Linked DNA regions of Mus musculus: regions 1 and 3 are each linked to region 2. The links are chromatin contacts, called in public promoter capture Hi-C and targeted proximity ligation maps. All regions are on one chromosome and are shown on one strand. The core of a region is the stretch at or near the end of the contact, and the rest is flanking DNA. Distances in the headings are between cores, read along the strand shown.

Region 1 (4,591 bases), core at 845-3,344, 140 kb after region 2:
TTATTTGTTGAAGGCATGTTTATTGTTCTACCCATTGTGGGAACTAACTCAAACACATTATTTGACCTAACATATAATCTTGCCTAGAAATGCAGACTACAGAAAGCATCTGGTTGAGACATACAAAGCATTAAGGAATAGAGGGAGAACATTGAATGTCACTGCTATTTCCTAGATTATTAAAAACTGATTTCACAGCCAACTGTCATTCATCCAGGAAGTGGTTGTCTTCAGTTCTCCACAGTTTAAGTAGAATTACCAGTATTTTGATGAAGATAGATGCTCCACTACAATTCCTCCGCCTGCAATTTATGTCCCTTTTAAATAAACATTAGATGTGCAATTTTAAAACGATGGCCTAGTTAAAAGATAGGTCAATTTTGTATTTAGTCTTAGATATTGTCTCCAAGAAATGTCATATGTACAGGCAAATATCTCCAAATCTGTGACAATTTCAATCCCCAAAGATTTTGGACATAGATGTTTCTCACCTGTAGCGGTCACTTGTGTGGCTTCTCACCTGTAGTAGTCACTTGCGTGCTGTCTCAACTTTTGCCCTTGGTTTCACTTCCTCTTTCACACCTGGGGAAGTTCCAAACCCTGACAGAGTTGAACTTTTTATTCTGAACTTTGGGGTGGGTGGAGAGACACCCACAACAACGCTGTTGTTGAGCCTTGTGCCAAATTTTTGCTTTCTGGTGGGTTTTTATTTTTGTCTAGTAATCAACTACGGTCAGTCCTTGGTCCCTTTGCCCTCCTTGTCTTCTAGATAGTGTCTTTATGCCTCCGCTTTTATCTTTAAAGCCAGCATTTGTACATATCAGCCACCCCCTTCCTTTGTCAGTTGATCTTCTTTATGCTTGGGGGTGGGGATCAGCCAGCAAATGAGAAGAATCAGCAGTCAGTTTTGTTCCCTTACAATGTCTTCTCTTATTGTCAACTGTGCAGTTTTTCTGCTTAAGAAGCTGCGGTATGTTTGCAGGGTCAGGTGACTGCCTGCAGCTACTCTTGCTCGGTCTGTGGCAGCATCTAGGCTGACAGCCTTTTCTCCGCCTCCCCCACCCACTCGATGGGCTCTTTACAGACTAATGAGCATGGTGAGGACATTAGAGCTATTTTTGTTTTACAAATAGATATAAATCCTTTGAACGACACCCAATGTACCCTATGCCCTTAGCTATTATGTATTATTTATATCAGGATTCTTTTCGAAGTGTTTTCTATGCACAAAATACATACTTAATAAATACCTGTTGTGCTACCAGAGATGAATGTAGTTTAAGATTAAAATGATCTAAAACTAAAGATTCATAATATCCAGAATTCTATGACTATAGATGAATGGAGATTGGTATACCATAATGAGATTTTAAAATATTACTCTGGCTGTAGTCAGTAAAATTTAAATGCATATTTCCTTTAGTCCAGAGAGTCTAAGTGTGTATTTTGGGCAACCTTTTTGTGCTTTGAAATGTATGTACAACACATGTAGTTGTGAAAAATTAGAAAGCTAAATATCCACAAGTAGAGTTTTCAGTAAATTGAGAGTTACCTGTTTCCTGGAGACTATGTAAGAGTTTAAACAAATAGGACAGACTGTAAAGATTAAAATGAGTGTGTGGGGTGAAGAGCTGGTAACAGAAAGTACTAATATGGGATTATCATTTTTGCTTACAGAACTTCGCTGTTGGATATGTGTAAAAAATGCACTCCAGAGAGTGTGAAAGGTTATACACGGGCTCAGTGGTCAATTCTGAAAAATGAAGAGGGATAGGAAAGGCCAAGAGAGATTTACGATATTTTCCAAACATTTAAAACTTTACACAAGTGGCACGTATTAACACTTACTTAGAAATTTAAAACAGAGGACGGTAGTTTTCTCAGCGAACGTACATTAAAATGTTTTTATATCGACAGTAGACATGAAGGCATACACCCTACGCTTTCACGAGGTTTAAGACAAGCATATTTCAGTAATTAATAGTCGCCTTACACGTTTTTCCTGTCATCATTCTTACTAAAGCTGAACTTGCTGGAATGTCCTTGGTTCCCGGCAAGCTTCCTGTGCTTCAGGAAAGGGCTGATTTGACATCTGGGAGGGATGTGTGTGATACCAACATTCTTGTAGCCGTGGAGTACCCAGCCAAAGCCTGCCTTAGGACTGCTACATCCTTTATCATTGTCGTGTGACAAGTGAAGGTGACAGGAAATAAGTAAACAGAAGCACTGCGATTCAATGGGAAAGCAAACAAACAGGAAAGAGTAATAAGGAGACTGATTTCTTCCCTCTAACAAGTCGCTGTCAATTCTCAGGCAGCATTTCCTGTGTCAGACAGGGGAATTTAAAAAGTCCAAGACTTGTCTGGACTTCAGTTTGAGAAGCACTACCTAGTCTATTACTTTTCTAGACTACCCTAGACTACCACATTGGATGGCTTATATCAGTAGGAACTTATTCTTTCATAAATCTGAAAACTAGGCTTCCCAAGGGGTTGGCAAGGGTCAAGCTTCGTGTGAAGTTTCGGGGTGAGAGGATTCCTTCGTTGCTTCTTCCAGCTTCTGATGGCCCCCAGGTCTCTTTAACCTGTTCCTCTTTAGGAAGATGTGTCACGGTGACCTCTGCCTCCAATTCACATAGCCTGTGTTCCTGTGCATTCCTAGGAATTCCTGTCATTCCAGGTCAGGGTTCACCTTAGTGCTTTCATTTGTTGCTTGATTAGCTCTGCAGAGAGAGTATTTTCCAACGAGCATTTCCACATCCATAGGAAATAGTGGTTAGGACTTCAACATATTTTCTCGGGAGACCCAATTCAATTTGTACTAGACTGGCTGAAGTTTGATCTGTTGTGAATGATGTAAGTTTTTTTTTTTTTTTTAAGAAAGCAACTTCCAGGAAAATGAATTTAGATATGTGCTCTTGTAGTGGGCTTCAGAATATACCAGCAACGAAAGAATCAATAGAAAGCACTTTCTCAACAGCAGCTGCCTCTCCTTAGAGGAGCACACCTGCCTTCCATTCATCAGCTCTCACGATGGGTAGATAAAGAGGCATAGTTTCAAGACTTCCAAAAGAGGAGGCACCAGAGGGAAAGATTTAGAGGAACACAAAGGTCTAAAGACAAATGGGCATTTGCTTTAATGCTGGAGACTCAGCTAAAGGTTCTGTGGCATGACTTTAAATAGGAGAGCGTCATCATGGAGCAACAGCATATCCCAGTAGTGTTTTACAGGAATTGTTAGGGAGGAGGGGCTAACCAGAGCCAGCACTTGCCTATGGCTGCCTCCCCTGTTTTCCTCCCTCTACTGGTCCACTCCTCTGCAACTCCAGGTATGAGAACCCAGACATTACTCTTACGGTGGTTGCCTCAACCCCAGAGTATGGGTGATCTCACTTCCTGCAAACAAAAAAGGGATGTATGGTCTATGACTCTCAATTCCAAATTCCCTGGAAGGGAACTTCTGGTTCTGCTTGAGTCAGGTGTTCATTATGCTCCAATCAACGGAAACAGAGAGGGGCACACACTAACTAGGCAATGGAGGCTGGCACTTCTAGCCATTATGTTCTTTAGAAAGAAGCTAGGCTTGGGAGAAAGAGTGTACACTTTAGTCTCAGAAGTCAATACTTTCTACATTGGCACTTCAGTATGGACATTTTCTATTTTTAGGTTGTCACATTTATTTTTATACATGTATTTACATATGTGTGTGTGCACACGCCCACAGGAATGTGAGTTGCACCCACCGTAAGAGATATGTAGGGGTCAGAGGTCAACTCACCGGATTCAGTTCTCTCCGTCTATGTTCAAGCTTCAGAGGAATTTCCTCAAGTGGTCAGACTTGGTGACAAACACATTTACATGTTGAACTTTCCACCTGAATTTCTGCTTTTCACAGTAGATCTTGCAACGTATTGTTTTCAAAAATAACAATTTGTGGGCAGGTAACTCTCACTGTCTTTAGTCAACTCTTGTGTTGTTGACACTGCTGTCTGTGATCCCAGATGCTCAGCGGCACAGGGGGTTCGTGAGTTCAAGCCCAGCTCGGTGCACATTGTAAAACTACATTTCAAAAAACTTTTTTTTCCCCTTTGTTCAAAGTAGAGCAAAGTTGCACTTGACATTCTGTGTATTTAGACAGATAATTACCCTAACCTAAAAGGGTTTACATAGTGGAAAACTATTTGGTTCTCATGTACAGTCTGCTCATGTCAAAGGAAAGGAAGTTTTGTTCTGCAGAACACAAAGACTGTGAAGAGGACCGATGTCAGAATGAGGGTGTACTGAGGCAGACCTGTGATTGATTTAAAGTAAGACAATGTTGTTCGCTTGTCTGTTTACCTGATTCAGACACCCTGTTTATAATCCTAGACCTAAAATAAATTAGCCTCTTTCCATAGCTACTACTTCCTCTTTTTTTTTTCCTTCAGAAAATCATATTTTCTCTATTTTGGAATGAAACAAAATACTTTTTGGACCCATCCTCAGATCTTGGTATGAGTCTGCCAACCAGAGACTTTCTCAAATCTTTCTTTGGCTTGAAACATAGTTAACACTTAGGGATGATGGCTCCTCTGGGGGTGGTGCTCCACTCT
Region 2 (4,811 bases), core at 921-3,420:
TACCACACTGAATGACTTTCAGTTACTTATTATTGTGTAACAAATCACCCAACCCCGTAGCTGGCACTAATTTGTGGCTATGCAATGTGGACAGGACTTGGTGAAACAGCTCATCTTTACCTCAGATGGCATTAGTGAAGGTGCTACCAAAGACCAGTCAGGGAGTCTAGGGGTGATGAGTGAAACTGTCTGCTGGCTTACTCGATACCCTGTCTGGCACTTGATTCTGGCTACTGGGCCAGTTAGCTCTCTTCTATGTGGCTTTTGCTGCATTCCAACTATGCTGAAGACGCTTCTCCCCTACCCCCGCATCCCCCAGAAGGTTTAGAAGTCTAAAAGAATAGCTTAGTAAATGGAGCTGTCATTGTGATTCTGCCATTTACTGTGTTGCTTACAACAAGCTCCCCCTCCCCCTTCTACATCTCAGTTCTCAGATTTTATAAGTCAGGACTTATTCTCAATTGCCCAGAAGACGCGGAGGCAAAAAATGAGAGTGGACATAATTTATTTGAGAGTTATTTCTAGCACGTATCAGAGAGAAGCTGGGAAGGGATACAGGGAAAGAAGCCAGGAGATGGTGCTTAACCAAGAGGATGCCACAGCCAGAAACTGGAGCTGAAAGGACACCCCAGAGTTACCTCCTGGATGTGCAAAGAGAGCCTGGGTATTTCCATGTCAGCCCAGGACAGTCATTGCCTGAAGACTAGGAGAATTGATACCTCAGTACTATTGGCCTGCAATTCCAGGTGGGTTTGAAAATCTAGAAGCAGAGGTGAGACGCTGATGGAATAAAACTCAGAAGGTCTCCATTGAAAGCAGTGAGCTCTGAACGGATGTGAGCATTCTTTATTGAATAATATCTTTTTTCTAAAGACTATTGAGTAATTAAACGAGATAGCATTAAAAAAGAAAATGAAAAATCCATTCCTGATGTGAAAGTACCCCTGGTGCTTTAGTATTCTTCACAACAACGTTTAGAGGAGAGCCTATGGGTCCTGGAGCTTTTCCAAAGAACGCTGCCTGTCAGATGCCGCTTAGCTGTGTAAAGGCAGTCTTAACAGAATGGCGTTGTGGTAAGTGGGTTAGCTGCCTCAGTGGATTTCAGGGCTGATCCGTAGACTCTTCTCTGATGGCCACTGATGCTCCTCGGGGTTTCCTTGGGACTCTCACTCGCTTAGGATGGCCCCCTTTTTTTTCTTTCTCCAGCTTCTACTCCATCCTTCACTGTGCTTTCTGGGACTTAAGGTCTGGGGTTACAGCCCGTGAATGGCTGGCTGTAAACCTAACACTAAGACCACTGCGTTCCTAAGTTGGTAGTCATTTGATTGTTTTTTTAATGGAGGCGTGAAACAGTACAATATTTAGAAAGGTTTTGTAGTGCAAGCTTGGATGACAGGACAGATGGAAAAGCAAGATCTCCACCCACCCATCCCCCGTGCATGCATGAGCATGTATGTCTTGAAGTTATTGCAACTGTCCATTTTGAGTCATGCGAGGTTACAGATATGTCTTGACACCAAACTCAAAGAATATGAACGAAGGGGCAGCTGAGAAAGGGACAAAGAGAGGCCCCTCATTACAAAATAAGCAGCGGTCTCTTGTCTAAAGGCTCGGGGTCCTAGTTCAGGCAGCCTCTGACAGCTTGGCAATTTCCCGGGAGTGAAAGATTGCAGGCTGCACCTCAGAGGATTTCGGCTCAGACCCAGACAAGGCGCCTACAACAGGGTAAGCGTGTCAATCCTGTTCTCTTCGGTGGCAGGAAAACGCGGGAGAGGCTAGCTAGCATCCTTGCCCGGGGCTGCCGTAGGTACGTTGCTAAGTACCACCAGCTGTGGGCACCCAGGCGGAGCCATTGCCTCCTTTATCGCATAGGCCGTGAAAGTCCGGCACAGACAGACAGACAGACCCCCAAGGCGTCTGGGCGCCGGGGTTTCCCCGCAGCACTAACTGGGTCCCTCCAGCCGCGCGCTGTTGCTGGGGCCCGGGCACCGCCCTCTTTCACTACCGGCCAATGGCAACGCGGCATGAGCACCGCCCAGCTACAGCGCAGACCAATGGCGACGCAGAGAGGGCAACACCCAGATCCCTCGTGGGCCAATGGTAGTGTGCCTCGGAGGCCGGGCCGCCCCAGCCAGGGGAGGAGGCGGGCGGGCGGCCGCTGGCTCCGCCCCGCTCCCCTCTGACCCGGTGTCTAGTCGCTCTGTCTTCCTGTTCTAAACCACGTGGACGCGTCGGGGGCTGCCTTGGTCCTGGTCGCGCTCCCGGGTCCCGGGTCCCGGGCCTCTGCGGACGGCGCGCACATGGCGACCCAGGCGCACTCACTCAGCTACGCGGGGTGTAACTTCTTGCGCCAGCGGCTGGTCCTGTCCACCCTGAGCGGGCGACCGGTCAAGATCCGCAGGATTCGCGCCAGGGACGACAACCCGGGCCTCCGAGGTGACTTGGGAGGGGGCGCGAGGAGGGAGGACCCGGGGTCGTAGCCCGGAGTGGCCACTGGGCGCGTGGGAGGGATGGTGGTCGGGCGACAGATCTGTCCGCGAGCTGCGCCACGCGTGGAAGGATGCCCTGTGGCTCCTGGGCACGGGTAGTAAACAGCTGCACGTTTTCCTGGCTAGCTTGTTGCTACGAATCGTAGGCATCGCCCACTCGCTTCCCTCTCTTGAGTCTCTTGCTTTCGCCATAAACCTCCCTGGAGAAAAACAAACAGTTTATTGGACCAACATCTAGTGATTGAGTGAGACATTAGAGAGAAAAGTACCACAGATTGGTTTCCCAATCTCATCCAAAGCAGGTCTCTGAAACCGCTGCCCCGCTTGGACACCAGTTTTTGTCGCCATTATTTATCTCCTCCCCCCCCCACCACACCCCCGCCCTATCTCTTCGGAAGTGTATTATAAAATTTTATTTTTAAACGATGCGCTTGTTTCTATTAGTCACCGATGTGCGCAGTAGCGAAGCTTTGTAATAGGGTTTTGTTTTGTTTTTCTTGAACCGGAGTCTCATGTTGCTCAGGTTGCCTTCAAACTATGTATGTAACTGAGGATGCCCTTCAAGTCCTGTTCCTTCTACCTCCCCACCTCCCGAGTGCTGGGATTACAGGTCTGCTCCTGAGCGCTCAACCAAGATAGTTTTTACGTCGTAGACGTAGTTGTCTTGGCTTAAGGAAAAGGAAGGCCAAACATTAAACTGCAGGCTTCAAAGGTCTTATTGATTTATCTGTCTCACAAAGGTAGATAGATAGGTTGAACCCATCATTTGAACCCGCGTCTTGTTAAATGGCTTTGGTTTGCAGCTGTTCCCCTAGAATTTAGGTGCGTGTTCAAAAGTGTCTCCAAGATCCCTTCTGATAAAGACAATTGAACCAATTAAAACCAAAAAGAGAAAAAAAAAAAAAACTATCAGTAGCCTGAAAGGGGGGGGGGGGTTGTAGTTCGTTCAGGAGACCTCCTGGGTCAGGCTGGTATGTTTATTTTTGCGAGGTTTTTTTTTTTTTTTTTCTTTTCTTACTAGAGGGCTAGATTATTTCATCATGTCTGAATTTTTTTTTAATAATTTCATTGCTACCACTGTAAACGTTTTGTGCATGGTGATGGAAATAGGTTAGGAAAGAAAAAAAAAACAGAAGGCTTGTTAAGGGAGTGAGTAAAGTCTGTCTTCCCTGTTGGAGAGAGCACTGGGCTTGGTGACACAGCCTTGTAATCCTAGCACTCTGTAGGCTGAGGCAGGAGGATCCCAAGTTCAAGGCCAGCTTGGGCCACACAGTGTGTCTCTGAGTTAGAGGTCAGCCTGGTCTACACTTGTGAGTTCTTTTTTTTTTTTTTTTGGTTTTGTTTTTTTGTTTTTTGTTTTTTTCTTTTTCGAGACAGGGTTTCTCTGTGTAGCCCTGGCTGTCCTGGAACTCACTTTGTAGACCAGGCTGGCCTCGAACTCAGAAATCCGCCTGCCTCTGCCTCCCGAGTGCTGGGATTAAAGGCGTGCGCCACCACCGGCTGGCTCACTTGTGAGTTCTAACCTAGCCAGAGCTGCATAGTCAGACCTTGTTTTGGGAAAAAAAAAAAACAAGACCGTTTAACAGAAACAAAACCTGAAAGCAAACAGTCAAAAACCTCAGAGTTTGAGGAGAGATGATGACTAAATTGGTTGTACTCCATTCTCTCAAATCTCTTACCCCCACTCCCTCTGCACCCCCAGTTTTAAATCTGGTCCTTGGGAGAGGTTATTGCTTGGGCTGCTGTGTTGTGTTTCCAACCCCAGATTAGCCTAGAGACCTTGCTTCTACTGTGACCACTGGGCACAAGGTTTTACTTTAATTAATTAATTAATTAGTTAATTAATTAATTAATTAATTAATTAATTAAGATTGCAAGTGCTTTAGCATGGAGACTTGGGCTTTCTTTCACAAATATGTTACCCATAAGATAGAATTCAGAGTTGACTTGATAGGTGCCTTCTAATACAGTATTTCAATGTTTCTAGGAACTCACATGTGGGTTCCTTTTTCTTTCAAAAGCAGGATCTTGCCCTTGGCATTTTTCTGAAAAGCTAGGGATTCCGGTACCTGGGGAGGCAGTACTAGCTGGGATTCTATGGGGTGCCACTGTAGAACATAGTTTGCTTTGCTCCATGTCTTAGGGTTCTGTTGGTGTGGAAAAACAGTCTGACCCTAGTCCATCTGGGGAGGGAAGGGTTTATTTCAATTTATAGTTGTAGTTGCTCAGGAAGGGAAATCAGGGTAGGAAGCTGCTGCTTATGGTCTTGCCCTTTTTGCTTTCTTATATTCTGCAGATCTACCTGCCCAGGGGGACATCATT
Region 3 (4,441 bases), core at 790-3,289, 140 kb before region 2:
ACTGCTATAAACCAAAGAACTAGCTCCCACCATGCCTCAGGATGTAGCGAGATCCACACCACCATTCTTTGACATCCAGTCTCCAGGACTGTGAGACAGTAAGTAAGTTTGCTGCTTGTGGGCTACTTGTGTATGTGAGCTCTAAGAACCTAACATATCTACCTACGTTACGTGTAAGGGTTTTTCTCAAGGGTGATCTTGGGAAGCAAACACTTAGCTTAGTCTATTCAAATACAATGGCTTGTGAATTTTTATGAGGAATTTGTTTACCCACGTACTTTTAAATTATTCAAATCTAAGCCATGCAAAGAGATGTGGGGAAGGAAAATGCTTTTGCTATGTGCCACACGAGTTTTCAGCTAAAGAATGGAACAGATCTCAAGAAACCTGGAACTAGAAGAAACTAGAATATGAGCCTAAACAACTCAAAGAAAAAAAAATGGTTCCATGGTATGTTTGACTAGAAACCTCAGGCTTTCCCACCCAGCAGGAGAAGCATCTAAATTGTGAATCTCAGGCATTCTCTTTTTTAAAAACAGAGGTGGTCAGATTAAGTTAAGTTCCCAAGGTATTGATGGATGTATCATGCCCTGTTAGAATAATTTCATATCTATGCACCTCTTACAATTCTATCTTAGAAGTCTGGTACAGGGCCAGCAACTGGTGAGTGGGGAAAGTGGTGGGGGTCATTTTCAGCACCTACTTCACACCATGTCTATCACCCACATATGGCCAGTAGGACCATCTGGGTTCTGACTATTTCCCAAGATAATATCCAATCACTTTTACCCAACCAGTTTCACGGACGTTTTTCCAATGAACAGGCTGCAGTTTTTAAAAACGCATCTTTTCTCTCATCCTTGGATTACAAGAAATAGGTAGGTTTCTGGAAAACATCTTCCAGACTTTAGGATCGATATGTACAATCTTCCCTCCACCCCAAAAGTCCACCTTAGGGGACCCTGGGCAAAACCACTAGGTTTACTAAAGATTACTCCAATTTCAACTCCAAAGCTAAAACCAGAACCTTAGGGTGTTGTTGGTGATTGCAGAGTATTGAATAGTCAGCAGCATACTGCAGTGGGAAGCCCTGGCCGGTGATTTTTACAATTTTTAAAATCACAATTGCACTCATTGGAATGGAATCTAGCCCTTACTACTATTGTTATATAACACGCACATGACTTAAGGAAACTCAGAAAATATGAACAGCTTTCTTGTTTAGTTACAGGCTTTCAATTACCAGGTACAGCTGATTTGGTTATAGTTTTAAGTTATTTTCCCAAGCTTAAGAAAGTTTTTCTTAAGATCTGCAGTTTATTAATAGCCCCTTTCATAAATGCAATGCAACTGTCTCTAACACCTCCAAGAACATTCAGAAACGCTCTCTGCTCCAGTTAGAAAATGCCATGGGAGTTCCAAGAATAGAAAGCATCCACCAGGGTATTTAGCACTCAATTGACAGAACTTGGCTCAGGCCTGCATTGCAAAAAGCAAGACTTCCAAACTATGGTTTTTGCCTCAAGGCCGCTTGTACTTTTTACACTGTGTTAAAAAAGGGGGGGGGGGGCGGGGAATAAATGTACAAAACCACTATTCTTTATGACCATTAAACTGGTTTCAGACAGCAAAACCCACTGAGAAGTCAAAATCACCTTTACAAATCTCATGCTCTGTTGAATCACAACAGGGAACACAGGGGGAAAGCAGTCTGTCTCCAGGTACTGATTCAGAAGGTAGACTCCAAGGTACACAGCTTCCTTGTCCGGCAGGAACACTCCGGGGCAAGAAATCTTAAAAAGAAGAGGAGGGCAATCAAGGGATTGGTTTTTTTTGTTTTTTGTTTTTTTTTTTTTTTTTTGTGCAGAGGGGCTGTTTATCCTAACCTCCCACAGCTCTGAAATGACGCCATCACTGCGTCCTTCACCTGCACTTCCCACCTCTCCTCAAGCTGGTACTCCCGGTTCCCTCCCACGTCTCCGCCAGGTGTCACAATCGTGCTCTGCGGCTCGGCTCCTCGGCCCGCCCTCCGGGATGGCAGTGCGGAAGCGGAAGAGGCTGACGGGCTGGGAAGCCTGTCTCCGGTCTGCCCGGGTCCCCGGGACCGGCCTCCCTCCGCGATGCCGAGCCCCCGGAGGACCATCGAGGGACGGCCGCTGGGCTCCTCGGGCGGAAGCAGCGTCCCGGGCAGCCCGGCCCACGGCGGTGGCAGCGGCGGCGGCAGGTTCGAGTTCCAATCGCTGCTGAACTGCCGCGCGGGCGCGGACCCCGCCTGCGCTCGGCTGCGCGCGTCCGACAGCCCGGTGCACCGGCGCGGCTCCTTCCCGCTGGCCGCCTCGGGCCCCGCACAAGCAGCCCCGGCCCCGCCGCCGGAGGACGCCCGCATGAACTTGAACCCGTCCTTCCTGGGCATCGCCCTGCGCTCCCTGCTGGCCATCGACCTGTGGCTGTCCAAGAAGCTGGGGGTGTGTGCTGGGGAGAGCTCGGCCTGGGGCAGCGTGCGGCCCCTGATGAAGCTGCTGGAGATCTCAGGGCATGGCATCCCCTGGCTGCTGGGCACCCTCTACTGCCTGCTTAGGAGCGACAGCTGGGCCGGGCGCGAAGTGCTGATGAACCTGCTCTTCGCCCTGCTGTTGGACCTGCTGCTGGTAGCTGTGATTAAAGGGCTGGTCCGCAGGCGCCGACCCGCGCACAATCAAAAGGACATGTTTTTCACCCTCTCGGTGGACAGGTACTCCTTTCCCTCGGGCCACGCCACGAGGGCCGCCCTGGTGTCGCGGTTTATCCTAAACCACCTGGTACTGGCCATTCCACTGAGGGTGCTGGTGGTCCTGTGGGCCTTCGTCTTGGGTCTCTCTAGGGTCATGCTCGGGCGGCACAACGTCACTGATGTGGCTTTTGGCTTTTTTCTGGGCTACATGCAGTACAGCATTGTGGATTATTGCTGGCTGTCACCCCACAATGTTCCAGTTCTTTTTGTACTGTGGAATCAACAGTGACACCATCTCATTGATTATTGACACCTTGAGGTCTGAAGGATTCCACACTCGAGGATGCTGACCTAAGCCAGAGCCATCTAGTTGCCCCTCTGGGCAACTTTGGGAATTCTGGGATCCCACTGTCTTGACAGGTTCCTAGACCGGAGCGCATGCTGGCTATTACTGAACACGGCCATACTTGAGAAACAAAGTCTACTGTGTATTTGACAGCTATTTATCACCAAGACAACTGTAAAGAAATCAAGCTGGCTGACTGTATGATTGCTATTTACTTAAAGTTGACAACGTTAATGAGTAATTCCCCTCACCCCCCAAAAAAACAATGTTATTACTTGTAAATTAAAATTTAAGAGCCATTAGCTAGATAAACCATGTGCTATTCCCACCCTTTACCTGCAGTAAATTTTAAACAATAATTTTAAAGTTCAAAACAGATTTTTTTTCTCCAATTTAACTCTCTGAATATGTTGCCATAATTGGAGCTTTTTCCTTCTTCTGATTCCTTTAAGCTCTCCCACCCTTGTGGACTTGGTAGTTAAGAGGTTCCACAGAGTATTTTCCTTTCTGCTCCCAGTACCTCTCAAACGATCTTTAGATAGTTAACTTCTACTACTATTTAACGTTATCTTTTAGCACTCATAGAACAAACCAAGATATGGAAGAAGACATATTCAAAAGGTGGGCTTGTCTAAGGTTCCCACAGAAATGTAAGTATGAGCCTACTGTTTTGTTTCCTAGTCCCATGGACAAGTAGCATACCAGGGGGCAAGAAGCTGAGCTGCTGGGGAGAGTCAGGGGAACTAAGAGCTTAGAAGGAGGCAGACCGGGAAGTAGGCCATGGCCAGGGGCAGGAAATGAAGCCCTGCTGTCGGTCACCTCTACTAAATCAAGCAAATGGTCCTCTATTAAGTAAAAAGTAGAAGAGCAATGTGGTTCTTTTCAGTGTGCCTGCATAGCGTTCCTGTGTGTACCCCAAGGATAACTGTATGCTATCCTTTCCCTATCGGTCCCACTGTGCTGTGTTCAGCACATTTTAGGTAACAGGACACAACTTGAAACTTTTCAGGAGAGCCTATTGCCCTACGTGAGCATTAGGTAAAACTCTTAAATTTCTGTTTACATTGAAAGCTGTTCATTCATGGCGCCCCCCCCCCCCCAATCATAAGACCAAAGATGACCAAATAATATGGTAGACTCTGATTACAGTCTGACCTAGAAAGACCAAAGAGGGGTATGCTCATGACATCTGTAAATGCTGCTGTGTCTGGAAAGAAAGTCTTTAAATCACTGGTGAAAGTGGCATCATCAGATAATCTCAATGGCCACTTGTTCTGGCATTTATAAATAGAAAGGACTGTGAGCTGTGGGCTATGGTCTAATGTTCAAAGATATGGGTGGACAGGACTGTGGAAGATGGACATGATAAACCAGTTCTCAGTAGG

What was found. Capture Hi-C pulls out chosen DNA fragments and counts their contacts.
Region 1: a targeted proximity ligation map of pancreatic cancer cells shows a contact between it and region 2. A contact is called at or near these places in 9 of 39 promoter capture datasets (the C10 cell line, the HPC-7 cell line, HPC-7-derived erythroid cells and 5 more), 11 of 484 Hi-C or Micro-C datasets (CD4 T cells, T follicular helper cells, bone marrow-derived macrophages and 7 more), 23 of 130 datasets of targeted methods (CD8 T cells, the NIH/3T3 cell line, the SCID.adh cell line and 18 more) and 3 of 9 other capture datasets (adipose tissue, liver and pancreatic islet).
Region 3: a promoter capture Hi-C map of liver shows a contact between it and region 2. A contact is called at or near these places in 7 of 39 promoter capture datasets (the 3T3-L1 cell line, the C10 cell line, cranial neural crest and 3 more), 5 of 484 Hi-C or Micro-C datasets (the 3T3-L1 cell line, cardiomyocytes, forebrain and 2 more), 4 of 130 datasets of targeted methods (the 230-238 cell line, effector CD8 T cells, embryonic stem cells and 1 more) and 3 of 9 other capture datasets (adipose tissue, liver and pancreatic islet).

What each region holds. Positions count from the first base shown.
Region 1 is chr19:29,236,282-29,240,872 of GRCm38.p6, forward strand. Gm41829 (a long non-coding RNA gene) reads right to left here. Exons shown (of 2, transcript XR_877802.2): 2 at 1,776-4,591. Among named protein-coding and RNA genes, the nearest start is that of Gm41829, 6.8 kb to the right of the region's middle.
Region 2 is chr19:29,099,205-29,104,015 of GRCm38.p6, forward strand. Rcl1 (RNA terminal phosphate cyclase-like 1) reads left to right here and starts at 2,171. Exons shown (of 9, transcript NM_021525.2): 1 at 2,171-2,436. The coding sequence starts at 2,301.
Region 3 is chr19:28,961,881-28,966,321 of GRCm38.p6, forward strand. Plpp6 (phospholipid phosphatase 6) reads left to right here and starts at 2,040. Exons shown (of 1, transcript NM_028922.3): 1 at 2,040-4,441. The coding sequence starts at 2,121. The coding sequence ends at 2,999. It overlaps 4430402I18Rik (RIKEN cDNA 4430402I18 gene), which reads right to left. Exons shown (of 14, transcript NM_001374140.1): 3 at 1,656-1,793.